Linked DNA regions of Mus musculus: all the other regions are linked to region 1. Evidence: chromatin contacts called from public HiChIP or PLAC-seq and capture Hi-C data. All regions are on one chromosome and are shown on one strand. The core of a region is the stretch at or near the end of the contact, and the rest is flanking DNA. Distances in the headings are between cores, read along the strand shown. Region 1 has its middle 4.8 kb from the start of Gm46788. Region 2 has its middle 26 kb from the start of Zfp217. Region 3 has its middle 28 kb from the start of A630075F10Rik.

Evidence for each region. HiChIP or PLAC-seq counts read pairs in DNA pulled down with a chosen protein or histone mark. Capture Hi-C pulls out chosen DNA fragments and counts their contacts.
Region 2: a contact with region 1 is called in an H3K27ac HiChIP or PLAC-seq map of embryonic stem cells, with 6 times the contacts expected there. The contact joins two enhancer-like sites. A contact is called at or near these places in 2 of 484 Hi-C or Micro-C datasets (embryonic stem cells and nephron progenitors), 3 of 115 datasets of contacts at active chromatin or transcription factors (differentiating embryonic stem cells and embryonic stem cells) and 1 of 9 other capture datasets (embryonic stem cells).
Region 3: a capture Hi-C map of embryonic stem cells shows a contact between it and region 1, with 6 times the contacts expected there. The contact joins two enhancer-like sites. A contact is called at or near these places in 1 of 484 Hi-C or Micro-C datasets (myocytes), 4 of 115 datasets of contacts at active chromatin or transcription factors (embryonic basal ganglia, embryonic stem cells and stem cell-derived neural progenitor cells) and 1 of 9 other capture datasets (embryonic stem cells).

The regions. Positions count from the first base shown.
Region 1 is chr2:169,292,138-169,295,154 of GRCm38.p6, reverse strand. No RefSeq gene overlaps it. Among named protein-coding and RNA genes, the nearest start is that of Gm46788, 4.8 kb to the left of the region's middle. Within about 2 kb of position 1,609, at least 4 of the 459 cell types and tissues checked have an H3K27ac peak or open chromatin away from gene starts, as enhancers often do. A contact at or near this core is called in embryonic stem cells, where this site is marked.
Region 2 is chr2:170,103,236-170,106,252 of GRCm38.p6, reverse strand. No RefSeq gene overlaps it. Among named protein-coding and RNA genes, the nearest start is that of Zfp217, 26 kb to the left of the region's middle. Within about 2 kb of position 1,607, at least 10 of the 459 cell types and tissues checked have an H3K27ac peak or open chromatin away from gene starts, as enhancers often do. A contact at or near this core is called in embryonic stem cells, where this site is marked.
Region 3 is chr2:170,041,501-170,044,517 of GRCm38.p6, reverse strand. It overlaps a transcript of Tshz2 not described here. Among named protein-coding and RNA genes, the nearest start is that of A630075F10Rik, 28 kb to the left of the region's middle. Within about 2 kb of position 1,502, at least 24 of the 459 cell types and tissues checked have an H3K27ac peak or open chromatin away from gene starts, as enhancers often do. A contact at or near this core is called in embryonic stem cells, where this site is marked.

The DNA of each region.
Region 1 (3,017 bases), core at 360-2,859:
CTTCCACAGGGCTGGAGTTGCATCCCCAGCACCCACCTGGTGACTCAGTTCCAGGACATCTACTGTAAGCTCTCTTCTTCTTCTTCTTCTTCTTCTTCTTCTTCTTCTTCTTCTTCTTCTTCTTCTTCTTCTTCTTCTTCTTCTTCTTCTTCTTCTTCTTCTTCTTCTTCTTCTTTTTGGTTTTTCGAGACAGGGTTTCCCCCTGTAGACTAGGCTGACCTCAAACTCAGAAATCTGCCTGCCTCTGCCTCCCAAGTGCAGGGGTTAAAGGTGTGTGCCACCACTGCCTGGCAAGGCTACCTGCCCTCTATAAGAGTATCCTCAAATAGAAAAAGTATAGAGAAAATATTTTTTCTAGAATTTCAACTCTGGGACAATTGAGAGATTGCTGAAAAGGAGGTGAGGTCTCTTCTCGCCCTGCTTTGATTTGCTGGCTGTTGGCTTTTCCTCTTTTAAAATCCACTTCTGAGTATCTACCTGCGTGGGCTCAGCCCCTGATAGGCTTTGTTCAAATTCTGGATGAAGATTCACCGCCTGCCCCCAGCACTCTCACCTAGCTGACTTCTTTGTAATCACACATCTAGGGAATAAACAAGAAGAACTGTGTGTTCGGAAGGAAAGTCATAGATCCTGGCTCGTGTCTGACCTATTCATAAGAAAAATAGAAAGGAGAAAAATATCAACCTTCAGAAGGTCATTGGAGCCTCCTGATATCAAAACACAAATGAGCCGAGTGTCTGAGGAAGCATCCTGGTTCATCAGAGGTAATTTTTCTAAGACACAGCTCCTTAAGGAAAAGCTCCCTTCGTTGCGATTCTGAATCTGTCTCCTGAGAAATCTTGGATGGCTGCTGATTCTTTTGCATTCCTTGACGCCCTTAACTTTCTGGCTGCATGTTAGAAATCATTTTAAATGAATTGAATAAAATTCACAAGTGTTATGTGCCAGCAGATGATGAACTCACAGGAAATATGACTCAAACCCACTTTTTTCATTTTGTTTTCCCCCCCGTAATAAATAGAAATGAACAAATGCGGCTTTAATGACATCTCGGAGCGAGAGCTTTATTGATATATCATCAGTTGGAAGCGTGTAACGCTTTCGTAAAATAAACTCCATTCTGCATATTTATAACCAGATTGAAAAAGGTGTGTTTGTTATTTTGCGTGACATTTCCTAACGATAGTGACGTTTTCTGTATGAAGATATACACGCGCCATCACACAAACACACAATATTTCAGCTTACAGAATGTTTCTTTGATTGAAGGTGGTTTTTTTTTTACTTATTTAGTCTCAATTACTTTTTAACCTGTGCTCACAAACTAAAGAACATCTCTTCTCCTCTTCTCCTGGAAAGCTATAATAAACATGCTTAAAAATTATGTCGTTTAGGAGAAAGTTCAGAGCCAAGTCCTCCCTTGGACCCTTGGGGGTTTGATCCTCAGCCCTAGCTGTGGTTTGGGACAGCTGGAAGTCTTTAGGAGATGCAAAGGACAAAAGGAAAGTGGCTTAGGAAATCCAGATGGGAGGGGTGGGATTCAATGGATGTCTTAAGTGGAAAGGATTGACCCAAACATTTGCATAGCCAAAGGGACCGGTAACAGACTTGAATAGAGATGTTGTTTTACAGCAGGGTGCTGCCAAGGTTTCTGCAGGGAGGGTCCTAAGCCGAGATCTCTGAACACATTAGGCCTGCTGAAGTAGAGCACTAAATGCTAAGAAATGTTTCTTTTCATGTGTGAGAAGGAAGCCACCATCTTTTGAGGTAAGGGTGACCATGTAAGAGAGCAACCGCTCCCCTGTCTTCTTTGTGACAGACAGTAAGCTTCCCTTTCACCTGGCCTCTCTCTCTTTTCCCACCAGAGGCCTTCCATTGGCTGGATCCTGAACATGAAGACTCAGACACCAATGATTGGAACTAAGGATATGCCTGTTCTATTGTCTATTGCTGTAGGAAAATGTCCCCCAAAATGCAATAGCGTAAAACAAAACACCTACCTCCTCTCTCAGCTCCAGTGAGTCAGAGACCCAAGTATGGCTTCACTCAGTCGTACAGCTGAGGTGAGAGGCTTTGGTTTCCAGGCAGAGCTTCCCTTTCTCGTGGGCCATTGTCCGGATAGCACTGTTTGCCTTGCCACAGGATACTTTCCACAGACAGATGAAATCAAGGCAGCTGGTGTCATCAGAGCAAGCCAAGGAAAGTAGCGGCAGGGGAAATCACAGCTTTTGATAGCCTAGTCTTGGTCTGGATGTCCTATCATTTTTACCATATTTGATTTGTTGATAGCAACATGTACATCCATCTACCATTCGTGATGAAAGAATTACACAAGAATATGAATACCAGCAGATGGGAATTGGGGGTGGGGGAGCAGTCAGCCATCTCAGAAACGACCCAATGCCACTGTCCCAAGCAGTACGATAAGATTGGTTTCAAAGAATATGGGTCCCTTCATCCCTGGAGCAAGGGGAAGATCAGTCAGTCAGCATTTCCTGACCTGTGAGTGGAGGCGACCATCAATAGTGTTTGTGTCCCCGAATGGATGTCAGTAGACACAAACATAGAGTTAGATGAAGTAGGCTCATGTTGTGGTGGCTCCCAAGTTTCTGTACAGACGGTCTGATGTTGACATGCCTGCGAATTTGAGGCCAAAACATCCCTGTAATATTTCATAGAACTGAAAAAAAAACAAAAAAACAAAAAAACAACAACAACAAAGCATGCCTTTATTTCCATGTGTGAGGAGTAAGAAAGATTTATATCCAGTCTCAATCTGTTTGCTATGCTGGAGGTAACCACCCAACTTTTATTGGTGTGGAAGGCTCTTTGCTTAGGGAGTTTTCCAGGTGGCTTGGTGACTGTCAAAGTGGAAGGCAGAGAGGGATGCTGTGCAGAAAGCCAAACTGCTCTGTACAAGACCAGAGAATTTCAAATGTCCACTGTGATGATAGAAATGAATCCACTGGTCCCCAGAGCAGAAGGTGAATCAGCCACGTGTCTGAACACAGTCACAT
Region 2 (3,017 bases), core at 358-2,857, 810 kb before region 1:
GTTGCTGGCAATTGAACTCCAGGTCCTCTGGAAAAGCCGTAAGTGCTTTTAACCACTGAGCCAAAGTTTCTCAAGTCCTTAATTATGTGCATGTGACTGCGGGTGCCACAGAGGCCAGAGCGTATTCCGTAGAGCAGCAAGCACTCTGAAGGGTTGAGCTCTCTCCACCACGAGAAATGGAGAGGGTTAGAACTCACTTTGAGCAGGGAGAGGGGGAGGGTTTTTATTTTTATTTTTTTCCTTGTTATTTTCATCTTTTAGGGTGTGGAGCACGTGCACACACCCACACACACCCACACACACACACCCCTTACTGAGTTACCCTGCTCTCCAGCTCTTGCCTGTCCACAGTCTAGTCTGACTTTCCCAGTGGTCCGAACAGGGGGTGTTCTGTGTGATAATTAGCACCATGACTTCAGCCCACTCTACATAATGCAGTGCTCCATCTGCATTGACCTTTGTCGTTGTTGCCCCAGAATAGCAAAATTGTTAGAAATTCGGCTTGTCAGGTTTCACTAGACCTGCTGGGTCAGGCACCACGTGGGTGGGGCAGCACCTAGGTCCTTTGCAGGCAGGGACTGGGTTGTCCTAGGATCGGATCCTTCCTGAGGACAGCCATGGACTGGACTCCAAACGGAGCAGAGAGCAGCTGTCTAGATCATAAAGGTGAACAATGTCATCCTGCAGTTAGCTCAAACATACACATCTTTGAAAACTTGCCCTGGTTGTCAGTTGTGGGTGCGGGGGCAAGGGAATGGTCTTTGCTCCTGCTGGAGCCATTGGTGGTGACACTTAATAGTTTTAAGGGAAGAGCCTGCAGATCTTGTTTTGCTATTTCCCCCAGCGGCATCAGAAACCCAGTTTAATTTAGAAAAAGAACAAACCAGGCTGAGAAGGTTGCCAGAGTACTTGCTTAGAGCGTTAAGCCCTGGCAGGGGAGAGCTATGGTGGGCATGTCCAACATACATTGTTATTAGACCGAAGGAGGCTTTGTCTCCTTGATGGCGTCCTTGATGGCATCCTTGATGGCGTGCCTATGTCAACAGCAGGCATTCCAACAGCGTCATTCACTCCGGTCTGCTCACTACCTGTTAGGATGCCTCCACCTTCTGCCTAGCAGTGGAAGCGGGCAAGTTGTCCTGTGGCGGCTCATCCCCAGAATCCCAGCGTGTGGGAGGTGGAGGCAAAAGGACCGGGAGTTTAAGCCTGGTCTGTCTCAAAAAGACAACAGACCAGCCAGCCACCAATAAAAACCCCAGTAGATGGTCCTGGAGGGGAAAACTTTCTAACCCTGAGAGGAGGAGCCTCTGGTCCTCCATGCAGCAGTGTGAGAGTTGAACCTGTCTCTTCTGCTCTACCATGCCTCCTCCTGTCTGTCACTTAAAAAGATGATCCCAGGGTTCTGTTCCGAGTACCCTGCAGCTCACAAGCCAAGGGTTGATGCCCGCCTGCATGAGGGCTTTGTATGTATGTATGTATGTATGTATGTATGTATGTATGTATGCATGTGCACCTGTGTGCGTGGTGCTTGAGGCCTGAAGAGAGCATGCGATCCCTTGGAACTAGAGTCACAGATGGTTGTGAGCCACCACGAGTGGGTGCTAGAAGCTGAGCTCTTCCTCCGGAAGAACAGCCAGTGCTCATGACCACAGAGCCATCTCTCCATCCTGTAGGGCTTGGTGTGTGCACGTGTGTGTGTGTGTGTGTGTGTGTGTGTGTTTGCCAGGTATGGTGGCTTAAGCCTTTAATTCCAGCATCCAGAAGGCAGAGGCAGGTGGATCTCTGAGTTCAAGACTAGCCAGGTCTATAGCTCTAGTTCCAGTACAGCCGGGGCTGTACAAAGAAACCCTGTCTCAATTCACCCCCCCCACCCCAATTTAAAATTTGTTTTAATCTCTTTTTTTGGGGAGGGGGGCAGGGTCTTAATGCAACTCAGGGTGGCCTTAGACTATCATGTAGCTGGGGACAATCTTTATTGGCCTCCACCTTGACTGATGGTTGTGGCTCAGTTGCTATCTTATTCTGTCCAAATTAATACACTCAAATCTTACAACTGTGATACAGGGTTGTGTTTTAAGTTTCCCTATGTGTCTGACATTTTTGCTAATACGTATCAATCTCGTAAGTTTAGGAACGGGCCAAAAATCTTTCAGTCCAAGTGAACGGAAGCTTCAAACCTTTGCCACACGGTGGCGCTGGCATCAGGCACATGGCACTCTGTGGCTGCTCCTTCCTGGTGCTGAGAGTTCTGTGTGACCAGAGTGATGTGGCTTTGGGTTTTCGAGAGGATGCACAGTGGCTCTGGCAGCCAATCCTGTCCGCGAGTAGTATTTTTCACAGCCCTTGCCATCCTGATGAAATTGCTCTCAATAAAAAAAATCTACCAAGTCAAATAGTCTGTCAATGGTTCAAATCCCCCAATAGTACTGAAGTCTGGATAGTGGAAAATAAGGATCTACATTCACCCTTCCTCCACTGCCTTTTCTCCTGATTGGATGACTGTACGAGCTTGTGTGGTGTGTGTTTGTGAGTGTATGGGAGAGTGTGTGAATGAATGTGTGTGTGCATGTATGTGCATGTGTGCTTGTGTGTGGTGGTGACCTTTGCAGAGCTTCAACTCGTGTCTAGTCACTCTTGCGTTTGAATCTTCTCCATTTCAAAGGCACTTGGTGAGGTGGTAGAAGGATTCGGGAGGATCAGGAGGTCAAGGTCAAGGTCAAGGTCAAGGTTGGCTACTGAGCATCTTTGAAGCCAGCCAGTGCTACACTGCTGTTTGTCCCAAAACCAACTCCCATTCTCACACACAAAATGCCAAGCAAACCGAACAACAACCAAAAACAGCTTAGTTGGCGAGTGCCTGGTAACAGGCAAACCCTAGGTCCCATCCTCAGAACCACATTCTCTGGGTTTGGAGTTGTGTGGTATAAAGGGTTATCATCTGAGCCAGACCACTGCCATGTTCAAGAGTTCAGCTCAGCACAACAAACTTGAAGCTTTTGGGCCTCAAACTCCCCGCA
Region 3 (3,017 bases), core at 253-2,752, 750 kb before region 1:
TCAGTGGTCTCCACACACAACATGAAATATTAAATTAACCGATCAGAACAGAATACAGCACAACATGGGAAGACTTAGTGGTAAGGACCAAGTAGCTGTGGCCGCTAAATCTAACCTGAAATCCTGAGTTAGGTCCTAGGAAAGCAAAGAAAATGACTAAGAAGTGGGAACATTCAAACATGTTCTGAAGTTTGGTGGCTAGACTGTCAGCACCGATTTCTTGGCTTTGGTCGTTAGACTGTGGTAGGGTGGTCTCCCACAGCAGTGACAAAGCCTGTGGCAGGGTGGCCTCCCACAGCAGTGACAAGCCTCTCCACTGCTTTTCCATCTGTCTCTCTTTTGAACTTTCCATGTGTGCTTGCATCTGCTTTCCCCTCTGTAAGTCAAATATTTCAATATAGGAACTTTTAAAGAGCTGTTGGATGCAATGAGAGTCATCAAGCAACAGGGGAACCTATCACCAAGGACCACTCTTCCCTTTTGTCAGCCTACCTAGGAAACGGGCCAGAAGAGCCAAGAAGAATTTACCCAGGGGACCCAGGAAGCCCAAGGGAGGTTGAGGCTTGGGGTCTGACCTCAGCAAAATGGGGGACTGGCTTCGAGTTTCCCTCAGGCAGTGTTTTTGCGATCTGATCTATACAGTGTCCCCTGGCACTGGGAGACTAGCTCCGAGTCTCCAGTGGACACTTGTGTAACAGTGTGGCATTTACAAAGTGTCCTTTGCAAACCTCTGGTGTAGTTTCACTCCCCTCTAGATGTCCTCTTATTTTATATGTGTGCACACGTGCCTGAGTGTTATGCATGTGCACCGTGTGTGCAGTGCCCATGGAGGCCAGATGGGGGCGTTGGACCCCTAGGAACGGCTGTGAACTCCCTGGTGTGGATGCTGGGAATTGAACCTCGGTTCTTGGCAATAGAACCCCCCCCCCCCCCCCCCCCCCCCCCCCGCTGTTAACCGCTGAGTCATCAGTCCTGCCCCACCTCCAGAGATCTCTCCAGTGGTAGAGGTGCATGCATTTGAACCCAGAGTCTCCAGTTGGTGGCACTGTTTTAGGACATGAGCTTTGCTAGAGGAAATACATCACTGGGAGGTGGGCTTTGAGAGTTTATGTCCTTGTCCCACTTCCGTTCTCCTCTTTCTGCACGTGGTTGAAGATGTAATCTCTCAGCCTCTCGTTCCTGCCACGGTGCCTACTGCTTGGTGCCCTGCTCCCTACCGGAATGGTCTGCGTTGCTTTTTGTCATGGTATTTTGCCACAGCAACGGAAAAGCAAACTAGTGCCTCTTAGAACAGCCCGAAGAACAAACGCAGGGGTTTACAAAGTATACAAAGGGAGCCCAAGGCTTGAGTGGCACGAATAGCCAACAGAGACAGTAGAATTGGGGTCTGCTCCCCACCCCACACCCTCCTGGCCTGTGCGCCCTCCAACTGCAACCACAGAGGAGCAAATACCTTCTGAGGAACCTGGCTGACACAATTGCTCACATCTGATTGGCCAATGCAACCCACGTGGTCAAGCCCAGCCTCAGAAAGAGAAGACTTTGGTGAGAAACTGGAGGGTGTAGATTGTAAACGTTGGGTTTTTGTGAAGTCTTCCTCTCCACTGGCAGAGGAATGGGAGCCATGTGGGGCTGTGCCTGCCCCTTGAGCCAGTAGCTCAGAGGACTTCCCTGCACTGCGCAGTGCATGTGTGTGGCAGGCCGTGGCTTTCTCTAGGTCCGAAGCTAACGCCAGTTGTTCCTTCAGTAGTAGCTGGGCCTGATGGCTTTCATTGCTCGCTTTCACTGCTCAGTGCATTAGTATCCTTGTGCTGGCAACTGAGGTTCTCTGGATCCCGCTCCTGGAGGCTGGTGACTCATGCTCCCAGCCTTTGTGGTCAGACATGGCACCAGCCTCATAGGGGTCTGGGACTCTGAGTGCCAGGTTGGCCAGACAGGTCACCCTGGCTAATTTACATCACTAGTGATTCAAGAGTGCTCAGAATTAGGCTTAGCCAGGGGGACCCCTGCGTCTCTGAGGAATTGGGTAGCCAGTCTGGGAAAACAGTTCCCACCAGTTCGTGTCTCACTCTGTGACATTCTGATTTTGTGACATTTCGCAATAAACCAGCACCTGCCACCCACATGGGAATGGAGTGCGACTCCAGTTAAGGCTTATTTTATTTTATTTTATTTTATTTTATTTTGCTGACTGTAAAGAAGAAACAGGATTTGGGGTACACCAGGGCTTCTTGATCATCTCTCTGTCCATGGCAGGTTCTCTAGCCCCCCACCCCCTTTAAAAATGTTACATTTACTGTAACTGTTGTTTAAAACATAAATAAGGGAAAGAGCATAGAAGATGAATAATGAAAATAAATTCATCTTATTTATGTGTTTATGCACACATTTGACAATTTGACAATTATTCCACACCGCAGGGTCGGTGGCGGTTACATTCTAGAAAGTTCCTTACTTTTTAAGTTTCTCTCCCACTCCTCCTGATTTTTGTCACATCCAACACAGGCACATTAGTATTCCAGGACAGGAGGCCTGGTGTGCACGGCAGGACAACCCTCCGCTCCGGTGTGTTACTTCAGTTCAAGCTTCAGGTAACTGAGACTTGTCAGTCTCTAGGCTCAGATAGGGGCCTCCTGGCAGACACATTCCTTACCGGCAATTCATTCCGCTCCAAAGGAGCAAGGGGGGCAGTGATTAAAAAGAGAAATGAGGGCCCATGAGATGGCTCAGCAGGTAAAGGGGCTTGCCAACAAACCCGAGGACACGTGTTCAATCCCTGATGGGAGAAGATCCCTGAGAAGGGGAAAACTAAATCACACAAGCTGTCTTCTGAGCCTGCACTCCCCCGCACGGATTGTAATCAATAAATAAAGGAAGAAGGATGTAGGCTCCCCCACCCCCTTTTAAAAAAGGAGCTAAGGCTTGGAGGCAGTGTGTGTGTGTGTGTGTGTGTGTGTGTGTGTGTGTGTGTGTTACACAAAATGTAAGGTTTAGTTTGAAGATGATCCAGCTGTGGG